2 separate regions of the Mus musculus genome follow, and region 2 is linked to region 1. Evidence: chromatin contacts called from public promoter capture Hi-C data. All regions are on one chromosome and are shown on one strand. The core of a region is the stretch at or near the end of the contact, and the rest is flanking DNA. Distances in the headings are between cores, read along the strand shown. Region 1 overlaps Gm52067 (a long non-coding RNA gene). Region 2 has its middle 140 kb from the start of A330102I10Rik.

Evidence for each region. Capture Hi-C pulls out chosen DNA fragments and counts their contacts.
Region 2: a promoter capture Hi-C map of pancreatic islet shows a contact between it and region 1, with 3 times the contacts expected there. The contact joins two enhancer-like sites. A contact is called at or near these places in 1 of 15 datasets of contacts at CTCF or cohesin (large pre-B cells), 18 of 484 Hi-C or Micro-C datasets (the AML12 cell line, the AtT-20 cell line, the N1E-115 cell line and 12 more), 3 of 115 datasets of contacts at active chromatin or transcription factors (a beta-TC-6 cell line, embryonic midbrain and epiblast stem cells) and 1 of 9 other capture datasets (pancreatic islet).

Annotation. Positions count from the first base shown.
Region 1 is chr13:28,970,780-28,976,814 of GRCm38.p6, reverse strand. It overlaps Gm52067 (a long non-coding RNA gene), which reads right to left. Exons shown (of 2, transcript XR_003950714.1): 2 at 1,298-1,673. Among named protein-coding and RNA genes, the nearest start is that of Gm46405, 13 kb to the right of the region's middle. Within about 2 kb of position 1,959, at least 15 of the 459 cell types and tissues checked have an H3K27ac peak or open chromatin away from gene starts, as enhancers often do. A contact at or near this core is called in pancreatic islet, where this site is marked.
Region 2 is chr13:29,148,454-29,154,375 of GRCm38.p6, reverse strand. No RefSeq gene overlaps it. Among named protein-coding and RNA genes, the nearest start is that of A330102I10Rik, 140 kb to the right of the region's middle. Within about 2 kb of position 3,910, at least 10 of the 459 cell types and tissues checked have an H3K27ac peak or open chromatin away from gene starts, as enhancers often do. A contact at or near this core is called in pancreatic islet, where this site is marked.

The DNA.
Region 1 (6,035 bases), core at 710-3,209:
GTGGTGGAGAAGTAAACAATAACAGTAACAAAACAAGAAATAAGCTAACAAACAAATTCATAAACACACAAAGGAAAATCAAAACAAGCCAAAAACCAATAAAATAAACTTTAAAAAGCCAAATATAAAGCAAAACTAAAGAAAAAGTCCAAAAATTACTGCTGAGTTTGTTTGCATTGGCCAACAATTCCTGGGCCTGGGTCCTGCCCTCAAGTATGGTTGATATGCCAGTGAGACTCCATAGGAGAAAAACTGATTTTTTTTTCCCCTTTGCCAGTGGGCATCAGTTGTAGATGATCTTGGTTAGAGGTGGCACCCCATGCACACACCCCGCTTCCAGAGTGCTAGAGCCCTATCTGGCTTGAACCTGTGCAGATCTTACTACGCTGCCACAGTCTTATGTGGGTCAGTCCTGTAGTCTGGCTCTCGGTCTCCCTGACTCCTCTTCTACATAGATCCCTGAGTCTCCAGGGGAGGAGTTTGATGAAGAAATTCAAACTGCTGACCTTTGGAACCGTCCATCCTACGGAGATAAACGGAAAAAGTAGGAAACTGATCTTCAACAGACACTGAATCTGCTATGACAACAGTGAGAAGCACATTTCTATTGGTTTTGTTGCTTGATTCGTTGGCTTGGAGTGAGTGAGTTTGCGTGTGAATATGCGTTTGTTTGGGGGTGAGTGTGAACATGTATTCATGTACGTTGAAGTCAAGGACCAACATAGTGGGGCACTCTCTTCCTTGTTGTTTTGGTTTGGTTTGGGTTTTGGTTTTAGTTTTGAGACTGGGTCTCCCACTGGCCTGCAGCTCAACAAGTAGACTAAGTAGCCTAGTCAAGTGCTCCACATATATATATATATACATGGTCTGGGAATGCTTGTGTGGCAAGCGCTGGACCAACTCAGCCATCATCCCAACCCCACATTTACATCATTTATAAACCACTCAGTCTATGTATTCATCACAGCAGGCTGAGCAGAGGAAGCCCCACTGTGACTACTTTCAGTGTGCAATGTGCTATCCTTTAACGACACAGTATTAGGCAATCTCCACTACCATCAGATACCAGAATCTTTCCATCATTCCCAGGAAAGCTCGGAGTATAATAATTTATAGTTTATTCTCATTATCAATTTGTGTGTGTGTAAAAAGGCCTCACTATATAATCCTGGCTAGCCTAGAACTCACTCTTTAGACCAGGCTGGCCTCATACTCACAGATATCCACCTGCCTCAGCATCCCAAGAACTGGAATTTGTATACAGCTTAAAAATGAAAAGACAGCTTTACAGTGAAAATATTTCCCCTAACAATATTTATTATTGAAAAGGTAAAACCTTTCAGACCTCAATGTTAGGCAATCTGAGACACTTCTTCCAAAAGTCATGCAGGGTCTGTCTGCATCCTCTGCCAGAAATCCCTTTCCTGTCAGCTCTCAGCTCAGCTCACTACATCCACCACCCACTCCGTTCTGGTACTTTTAGATGTGAAGACTCTCTTCTCTCCTGAAAGCGCCTTCTCCTTTGACATCCACATCACCCAACTGGGTCACACTTTCCTCTTCCTGTTGCTGTCAGCAGCTGCCACCTCTCTTGTGTGCCTGAGATTTCAGCACCTGGATGTCAGTCTTCCAGTCTGCCTCAAGTGCTGTCATTTGGGGCAGCTTTCGAACACCTGCAGTGACCCATCATGAACAGATAGGAAGATGTTAGCTTGTTGAACTCTGGACCCCAGCAGTCTAAAAAGATTGAAAAATGCTCAAAGCTGTGTGACTCCCGCTCCAACTCTTCCACCATCTTGCACCTCCTTAGGACCTCTGGGGCACAACCCCGCACTTTCTCATGCACCTCTGTTGCTTTAGGCACTAAGTAGAAGTCCCTCTGTACAAATCCTGTGCAAACACCATAGTAATCATCTTGTTCTTTCCCCACTGGCAAACATACCAAACTCCAACCCTAGATGAACCCAACCATCTGGCCTCCCAGTGCCTTAGCTCCAGCAGGAGAAAACACACAGCTGAACTGATTGGTATCATTGAAAAGTCAACATCCCCCGACCCACCGTTGCTTGGCAACCTAATGATGCATCTCCAGTGAACTCGGTTGATCTGTTTCCCGAATGATTACTTGGAACATTCCCACTCATAGCAAGTCTTCCTTTTCTTATCTGCCCAAAGGAGTCCATCACTGAGTCCTATACAGTTAACTACCCACTTCTCTCCTCTGCTACTCTCCTGTCAGTCATTTCTAGGCTGGCTGGCCTGGCAGTCTCCTAAGAATTCCCCTACCCTATTACTGCCCTCTCTTTGAAGTCTCAGCACAGAGGCTAGAGCAACTTTCTAATATATTACATTTTCATCTCTTTATTTTGTGTGTATGTGTTGATGTGTGTGATTATATATGGGTATGGACATACTCGTCCATGCAAGGCACTTGGGTGGTCAGAGGACAACTTTTAGGAGTCAGTTCTCTCCTTCCACCATAGAGGCTCTGGGTCCTGACATCAGGCTGTTGGGCATCTTTGCTCACCGAGCACCACACTGGAACTTGGAATGGTATTTTAAAAGCAGCAAATAGGTCGTATCATTCACTTGTTTTAAAATAAAGTCATGACTACCCCTTCCTCAGATGTCTTAAGAAACCAAATGCCTCCTGCCCATCTGCCTGGGCTCTGGGTACCATTCCATTTTGATTCATGTCTCCATCTCATTGTGTTCTAGCATGAGGACCTTCACATGCCAACCTTTTTTTTCTTCAGCCTGGGCTCATTTTTCTTTCCTAGGCTTGGTTTGTTCTCCGGCCCCTCCACATTCCCTACCAATTGTCACCTAGATAACTTCCATTCATTTTTTTGGTCTCACAGTTGCTAGTTCAATCTTGGGGAAGTCTGTGTTGACAAACCCCATCTTTAAATTCATGAGTATTTTGGACTGATTGTTGGTATCTCTGTCTGTTTTTGTTTTGTTTTGTTTTGTTTTGTTTTGTTTTTTCCCAAAGCTCCAAAGACAACTTACACACAGCACTTTAAACCAGTCACAGAGGCCAAGCATGGCAGCACATGCCTGCATACTCAGCACTTGGGAGGCAGGAAGATCAAGAGTTCAAGGTCATTCTCTGACACTGAATTTGAGATCGGCCTGCACTGATCCTTTGAGAAAAAACAAATAACACTTACTCTATAATTGGGCTGAAGAGATCTTACCACTGCCACATATATCATAATAACTCTATTTTCTTATTTTAATTAAATACAGGGTAATACCCTTGCTAAGGTTTTTTTAAAGCGAGAAAAGATGATCTACCTATATTTTGTAAATGGCATGTATTGGAACACAACTATGGCCATTCATTTATATGTGTAGGATATGGCTAATTTTACACAACAGTGGTCCAGTTAAGAGATTGTGATGAAAGTATGGCTTGCAAACATTAAGACTGATGACAAGAACATATGCAGGAAATATTTGCTGGTTCCTGCTCTGCAGTATTGAAATAGGAGTCTCTTAGGGCCTTGGCATGGCATAAGTGTACCCTCAAAGCTTGGCCCACACTGTGACACTGTAAATGGATGGAGGGATTGTTAGAGGTAACACTTTGTTGGAAGTAATGTGGTCACTGGGTTCATATAACCCTCCTCGTTAGATCGGGTGAGAGAGAGCAATGTTAACAAAGAACAGTGTTGACCTACAGTACTCTGGCTTCCTATCTCACCATGGGACTGCTTTAGCATTATCTCCCTCACTGAGAGGTTTCCACCAGAGGCTGAAAAGAGACCTCTTTGTTTTATGATTTACCCAGCTCCAGATGTTTTGTTACAGCACCAGAAGGTGAACTGATAACAATACTTTTAAAAATATCTTCGTCATTCTCTGATTCATTTTATCTTTTTGTTGAGGTACATATATGCTAAGGACATAAATAGTCCTAGCAGCTAGGATACAGTGCAACCTAGGTATCTGTTCCCCATGACTGGATAAGGACAATGTGTACACAGATACAGTGAAGTAGTGTCCAGCCTTGAAAAAGAAGGGGATCATGTCACTTGATGACATAGATGGACCTGGAGGACAAGTGAAATAATGTCAAGTGAAATAAGCCAGTCATAGAAATCACATGATCTCACATGTGGACTCTGAACAAATGTAGCTCATAGATGTTGAGAGCTGAACAGTGGTTAGCAGGACAGGAAGGAAGGTGTAGGAAGGGTGAGATGTTGCTCAAAAGTACAAAGTCTCAGGAGGGATAAACTGTAGTGATCTACTGTACAGAATAGTGACTCTAATCATTTGTATATTAAGGCTATATCTCCAGTTTAGTAAACAACTTGTAAACTCTCAAAAAAAAAATAGTCCTGATGTTTAGTATATCACTTGATAAATTTTTATAGATGTATACAACATACTAGCATTCCTCTGGTAAATATATTTAATATTTCAAATATTCTACTACAGTGTCCTGTAACCTGTCTTAGTCAACTTTCAGGAGCAGAATTATCTACATACCCTCTGTCACTAACATACTGTTGATGATATCCAGCTTTCATTCCTGATGGTCAGAACCAAATTGTAGGACCCAGGGTATTACTTCAATTTTCTTGTATCTGTTAAAACTTGCTTTATGTACAGTATAAGGTCAGTTTAAGAGAAAGTTTCATGAGGTGCTGAGAAGAAGGTATATTTTGTATTTGGGTGAGATATTCTATAAATATGTTATGTCCATATCATTTATAACATCACTTAGCTCCAGAATTTCTGTTTAGTTTTTGTCTGGAAGACCTGTCTGTTGGCAAGAGTGGGGTATTGAAGTCTCCAGTGTTCCTTGGGTTCCCTTATGTTTGATGTTAAGAATTACAATGTCCTCGTGGTGGATCTTTCCTTTGATGAGTATATAGTGTCTGCTTGCCCCCCGCCCCCATCCTGACCTGTTTTGGTTTAAGGTCTATTTTGGGCAGATACTAAAATGGCTTCCTTGTAGGATTCATTTGCTTGAAATAGCTTTTTCTATCCTTATACCCAGAGGTGATATCTATTCTTGATGTTAAGGTGTGTTTCTTAGATACAGCCAGCAGGATGGATCCTGTTTTTAATACAATATATCCATCTGTGTCTTTTATTGAGAATTTAGACCATTGATGTTGAAAGATATCAATGTGCAATATTTGTTGATTTCTGTTATTTTGTTGTGTGTGAGGAGTAGGGAATGTTTGCCCTCTTTTGATTTGTTCCTTGTGTGTGGATAACCACTTTATATTAGAGAACCTTCTAGAACCTTCTGTAGGGCTGGACTTGGGAGATATATTGCTTAACTTGGTTTTATCATAGAATGTCTTATTTTCTCCATCTATTGTGAGTGAAAGTTTTGCTGGGTACAGTAGTCTAGGCTGTCATCTTTAGTCTCTTTGAGTTTGTAGAACATCCATCTGAGCCCTTCTGGCTTTTAAAGTCTCCATTAAGAAGTCACCTAACATTAGAAGGTGTTACTCTACTAGGTCTGCTTTTATGTTACTTGGTCTTTTTTTCTTTTTTAAAAATATTTATTTATTTATTATATGTAAGTACACTGCAGCTGTCTTCAGACACACCAGTCAGATCTCCTTAAGGATGGTTGTGAGCCACCATGTGGTTGCTGGGACTTGAACTCAGGACCTTCAGAAGAGCAGTCGGGTGCTCTTACCCGCTGAGCCATCTCACCAGCCCGGTCTTTTTTTCTTTGTAGCTTTTAATATCCTTTCTTTGTTCTGTTCAGTTATTTTATTATTATGTGCCAATGGACCTTTCTTTTCTGTTCCCGTCTATTTTGGGGATCTTCTTGCTTCTTGTACCTTTATAGGTACCTCCTTCGTTAGGTTAGGGAAATTTTCCATTTTAATTTTACTGAAAATGTTTTCTGTGCCTTTGTCCTGGGTTTCCTCTCCTTTTTTATTGCTATTATTCTTAGATTTGATCTTTTCACAGTGTCTAAGATTTCCTGAATGTTTTATGCCCAGATTCTTTTAGATTAATATTTTTTTTTTGACCAAGGTATTCGTGTCTTCTGC
Region 2 (5,922 bases), core at 2,661-5,160, 180 kb before region 1:
ACACCCTTAGAGGAAAAAACCCCTGCTCTTCTGATGAGTGTACTAACTCCTGAGTGACAGCTAGCACACTCACCACTGCCTTCCTGCCCACTCCCACTCAGTTCGGAACACACCTCTTCTGGGATGAAGTCATTGCTGCCCAAATTTCTAGACTCAGTGGGCCTTCAGAGGAGGGAGGAGGGTGCTGACACGTATCCCCGGCCTACAGTGCTTGCTTCTCAATTCTCCCCACCCCCCCCCCCCCAGGCCTGTCCTAGCCTCTGTCTGGGGGATTTATAGATTTGACCACATCTTATTCCGTGGTCAGTTTCTGTCCCTCCAAGTGGAGTTGGTATTGTATTTACAGACTTCCTCTGAAGGGAACTGAGAATGCTGCGCTCAGACTCGATTAAGGAAGATTTCACAGGGACCTGAGTTAGTTCTTAAGAGAAGACTGTGTGCCTAGGATCTATCTATCCCCTCCGATCTTTCTATCCAGTCAGCCATCTCAGAGGATGGCTGGGATGAGACTATCATCACACAGCATGTGTGGAGCTGAGAAAGCTAGGCATCTTCCTTTGCCTTGCCTTCCTCTCTTATCACGTGATTTATTTTACGTCAATACACTCCTGTCATGGTGATGTCATCTACCATGAGGTCCTTTTCAGAGCTGAGATGATTCTGGTGTCCACTCCTGGCGTTTTCAAAATGTTAGGGTAAAGAATCTCTTTATGTACCCAGCCTGTGCTGTTGTAATGGTGGCACACAGCTTGTGGGTGTAACCAACCGATATCTGATTGGATGTAAGACTCACTCCATGACATGGAACCTATGCTTGATACAACTTGAGTAGCCAAAAAGGTTCTTGAATCTAGATAGGCCATGGACCTAAGGGGTAAAATTCTATGTTTTTCTGCTAAGGGGATGTAGCAATGAAATGACTCCAAACAACTCATAAATCAGCATCTTATGCTGAGCTGTCATCAGCCTCCTGCAGTAAATGGGATCTAATACAGAGACCCACAACAGGACAATGTGCTGAGAGGGAACGGCCTTGGAACACTCAGTCCTAAGAGGAATGTCTTCATCAAATGCCTCCCCTTCAGGGTTATGTGGGAAAGGAGGCAGAAAGACTGGAAGAACCGGAGGGGCTGATACTCAGGATGCTAACGACCTTCTAAACACACATTAGTGACACACATACGAATTCACAGAGATGACACAGCACACACAGGACCTGCACAAGTCCAAGCCAGATGAAAAGACCCAGTACTGAAAAGGAAAGCAGATATAGGCTCTCATCCTTAACCCAGAAGCTATTGCCAAGTGTCAACCACTCACAAAGGAAAAATTAGCTTTCTCCAATGGATTCTTGTGGGCGATGCAAACTACAGTTAAGGACAGACCCCATGCCCAGCAGGAGATGGCCAACTCAAATGGCCTAAATGGCACATTAGTCTCATAATGCTTTATTTGGGCATTTTTTACCTTTTGCTTATATATTATGGTTTCCAATTTTGTGTTTTTATGGGTTGTATGTTGTGTGTGTGTGTGTGTGTGTGTGTGTGTGTACTCGCACTCGCGCGCATGCATGAGAGAGAGAAAAAGAGAGAGACTGTCTCTGAATATGTATAGTTTCTTATGCTTTTTCTTTTCTTTTTTATTTGCTTATTTTGTTTTATTCTGCCTTGTTTGATTTTTAATTTGTCTATTTGTTTTCTAAAAAGAGAAAAAAAAAGGCATGGAGTTGGAAGGGTGGGGAGGTGGGGGAGATCTTGGAAGAGATGAGGGAGGGAAAACTGTATATATTGTATAATATATATGAAAAACTCTTCAATCAATAAATACCCAGTCTAAGATATTTTGTTATCACACTAAAGAACAGACTACTACAATCATCCACTCCAGTCCTCCACTGAGTAGTCTAGAGGACGATTTCAACATTTCCTGCCTCCAGGGTGAGCAGTTTCATTCAAACTATGTTCACTAAAAACTATAAATTATAAAATTCCGATTGTAAATAGATGAGAAGACACAAAAGCAAAAACAAGGAACTGTTGCTCTCAGAAGCAAATCCTCCACTGTCATCGTTCCATTAGACAGATACAGTTTCTGGTCAGATGTAATATTCAGGATCCAGGGATTCAGATGATCCGTTGTCAGGGGCAATGTCTGTTGTCTGTGGAGAGGGAAGGCTTCTGTCTTTAAGACCCAAAGGATTAGTATCAGTCACTCCTGACTACTCAGTGATCCCCATCCATATATGATCACCATGCTCAGTAAAGAATCCTTTCTGTTTTCTCTGTCCTGAGTGATAAGAAGAAGGTCAACCATTGGCTACTACCAAGGAGGACTGGGTGGCAATTGATCCCACAACATCCCTGGAGCGAGTAGAATCCAAAATTTCAAAGAGAAAGTAGCTTTTGCAAGGCAGCATGGTGAAAACAAGCCTGGGTAACAGATAAGAAGGAGCCTCACTGACTGCCAGTGATGTAGTCGATGTAGGGCACAAACGTAATTTCTTGCTCTCACTGAGCTCAGAGTGACTGTCAACCAATATTCATTCCTTACCAGAAATACTGATGTAATGCCTGCAATGCGAGAACATTTTCTTCTCTTCCCAATTAAGTGGAAATGTTGTGGGGATGGAGCCAGAGGATGGTCCAGATCTGGATAAATTCTGATGTTTAGAGGAATATATATGAAGGTGGTGGTGCACCTATATGTGTGTGCATGCATGTAGACACCCCCAGGTATTATTCTTCTGAAGACACCGTCATTGTTTTCTGAGACAAAGATTTTGACTGGTCTGGAACTCATCAACTAGACTAAGTTGCTGGTCAGTGAGTCACAGGGATCTGCCCATCTCTGAATCTTTAGCACTGAGATTCCTAGCGGGCACCACCACATCTATCCAGGGATCCAACAGCTGTCTTTGTGCTTGTATGCCAGGTACTTTACCAAGTGATCTCTGTCTCTGTCTTTGTCTCTCTCTGTTTCTCTCTGTGTGTCTTTCCCTGTGTCTCTCTGTGTGTTACTCTGTGTCTCTGTCTGTCTCTGTCTATGTGTGTGTGTGTGTGTGTGTGTGTGTGTGTGTGTAGATAGATAGATAGATAGATAGATAGATAGATAGACAGACATATTACAATTGCTACATATTTCTGGTCAACCTTGGAAATGGAAGGATTTTGGTTTTACTAAGAAATCTACATTTCCGCCTTAAATCTGAAAAGGAAGAATCTTCCACTTTGTTCTTTCTTTTGATTCATTCTTGGGTTTGCCTTTTCTTTTCTTTTCTTTTCTTTTCTTTTCTTTTCTTTCTTTTTTTTTTTTTTTTTTAATTTTGAGAGTGGGTTTCACTGTGTAGACCTCACTCACTATGTAGGCCAGGATGAGCTCAAACTCATAGGAAATCCACCTGCCTCAGCCTCCCAAATGAACCTTTGTCACTTTCTTTGGCTATCAGGAGCCTGGTTTTGCTTTTAATCATCCTGTGTGTTGGGCAACTTTAGAAATAAATCCCAGGAGAAAGATTTCAACCCCTCAGGCTGAGGAAGCTTGAAGCTCACGACTGGTGGCTCAGGACCTACCTCTCATCTACTGTCATCCCAGAGGCTGAATTGCTGATTCTTGGTTTCATCCTTAGAAGTTTACTGGAACAAGCCAAGTGAAGAGAAAGGGTACATTTTTATAACTTGTGGTTGCTATAATTAAAGTTATTAGTTAAGGAAGGGCTATTACTCCCGGCAAAACAATCAGAAGGAAGTTTTAGCAATTAAGTCAAATATACTGTGGTGGGGAGGGTTTTACCCCCTCCCCCGCCCACCCTGGTTCCTTTTGGAAAACAACCTCAGGCGAGTGTTCTGTACTTCTCAAAGAGCATGGTGACTCTGCCGAGGCTGGAGAGCAAACAGTGAAGAGTGAACTGTGCTGTTGACTCTCTCAGTAGGTTAATTAAGAAAGCTGTTAGCGATGAGAAAAAAAGCTGGGGCGGTCTCAGTTCCTATTGACAAAATCCATGACATCGGCAGAACCGCTGTTTGTTCGATACTGAGAAAGACATGCTGGAGGCATTAAGGGGAAAAGGCTGACGAAGGAATCTCAAAGTCCAGTACAGAGTGTCCCGATCACTGCCACAGCGCTGACGACTTGAAACGCCGTGTGCCTTTTCCTTTACTTTACATGAGAAGAGGTATCTGGGTCCTCAGCTCTGCTCTAAAAAGCCCAGTTGACTGGGCAGAGAGTGATTACCAAAGAAATCTAGCTCAAGATCGGAAATCCTGAATCCTAGACCCACAAACGGCATGCTATGTGACAGTTTGACTCTTTGGGGTTCCATTCTGAGACTGTCTGCACAGTCTAGCCTTGGGAGCTCAAACAGCTGATCTTTCCCCTGGGACATCACCCCTGAGCTGCTCCCTCCCTGACCAGTGTGCTAAGTGAGATCCAATCCTATCCATTACCAGAAAGCTGGGCTATGAGTGACAGAGCCCAAAAGGACACAGTGTTGGGATTGTCCTGCTCACACAGGGCCTGAAGCAAAAAGGATGTCACTAGTGATCTTTGACTTTGGCCTTCCCTGATTCTTCCCCAGTGTCCCCAGCCATTGCTCAGTCATTGTCTCTGCAGAGTTGGTCTCTCTTAGGACCACCACAAGCCCTTCCTAATGCTGTGGACAACCATACCAGACCTGGAGAAGCTGTTGAGAATGAAGCAGAGGACTCACTCCAGCGGGAACAGGCCTGCACGCCTTCCCTTTTCCTCCACGAGGGCACCATGGCTCGTTTCCAGTTGTTGGTTGATCAAGGGCAAAGCCACCTGTCTCTGGTGGCCAGGGAGCGGGGAGGGAAGGCTGCTATAATTGGATAGCTCATTGTAAGTTAGAATGGTTATCTCCTCTAGTTCTTAGGAGCGACCAGGGAGGATCTAGATGGTGTATTGAAAAGCCTACATGAGAATGAAGAGGACAGAGACCCTGTATGTTTCCACCAAGGATCTTAGGACACCCTTGGGGGAAAAAACTGATTAGCGGTAACAAATGAGAGATGACACAAACCAAGCTGGAGGCACTTAGTTGGGCTTAGAATGGTGAAGGGGAAACAAATGAAATCTCGTTTTGCAGAAACTAGGTGTATCTAGAAATAAATTAGGTGGGTGTGTAGCACACACCTCTCCGGAGGCAGAGGCAGTCTGATCTCTGTGAGTTAGAGCCCAGCCTAGTCTACAGAGTCTACAGAGTGACACAGGGCTATATAAAGAGACAGGTGTTCTTAATTAATTAATTAGCTAATTAGTTAATTAATTAAGAAAAGCAAATATGAGACACTATACTCAGTCAAACAAACCAACACTAGATTAAAACACAATCTGAGTTGAAGACTGCAGGACAGAGCCACAGAAAGTGGCAGTGGCCTGTACTAACTCGGGCCAGGCTCAGCAGCGTGCAGGGTACTGCAGCTGGAGTGTGAAGCATTACCTCCAGGCTGTGAGTTGTGGATACTTGGTTGTCAGCTGCTTTGGTAGGTTTTAGAACTACTAGAGGTAGTGCCAAGCCGGAGGAAGTGAGTCACCGATGTTCCCGTCCAGTCTCTGCCTCATCCGTCATTCGCCTAACTCTGAGCAAGCAGCCTCCTGTCCCTGCTATCAAGCCTTCCCACCGTGGTAGACGGAACCCTGAAGCCATTAGCCACAATGAACCCTTCCTCTACAAGGTGCTGTATGTGACCAAAGTCCTCTTTGCCTCATTTAAGCCTCAGTTTGCTCTGTATGATGTCCAGGTTGGTTGACTTCACCAGATATCAGAGACAAGGACAGAAGGGGACTCTATACAAAATGAAGAGAAAGGAAAGAAGGGAACACTTAGCAGCATGGCTTGCAGGGTAAATTCTGGGCATTCCTCTCTCTCTGCTTTTTCTTTTCTGTCTCCTTCCTGGTTCATGATCT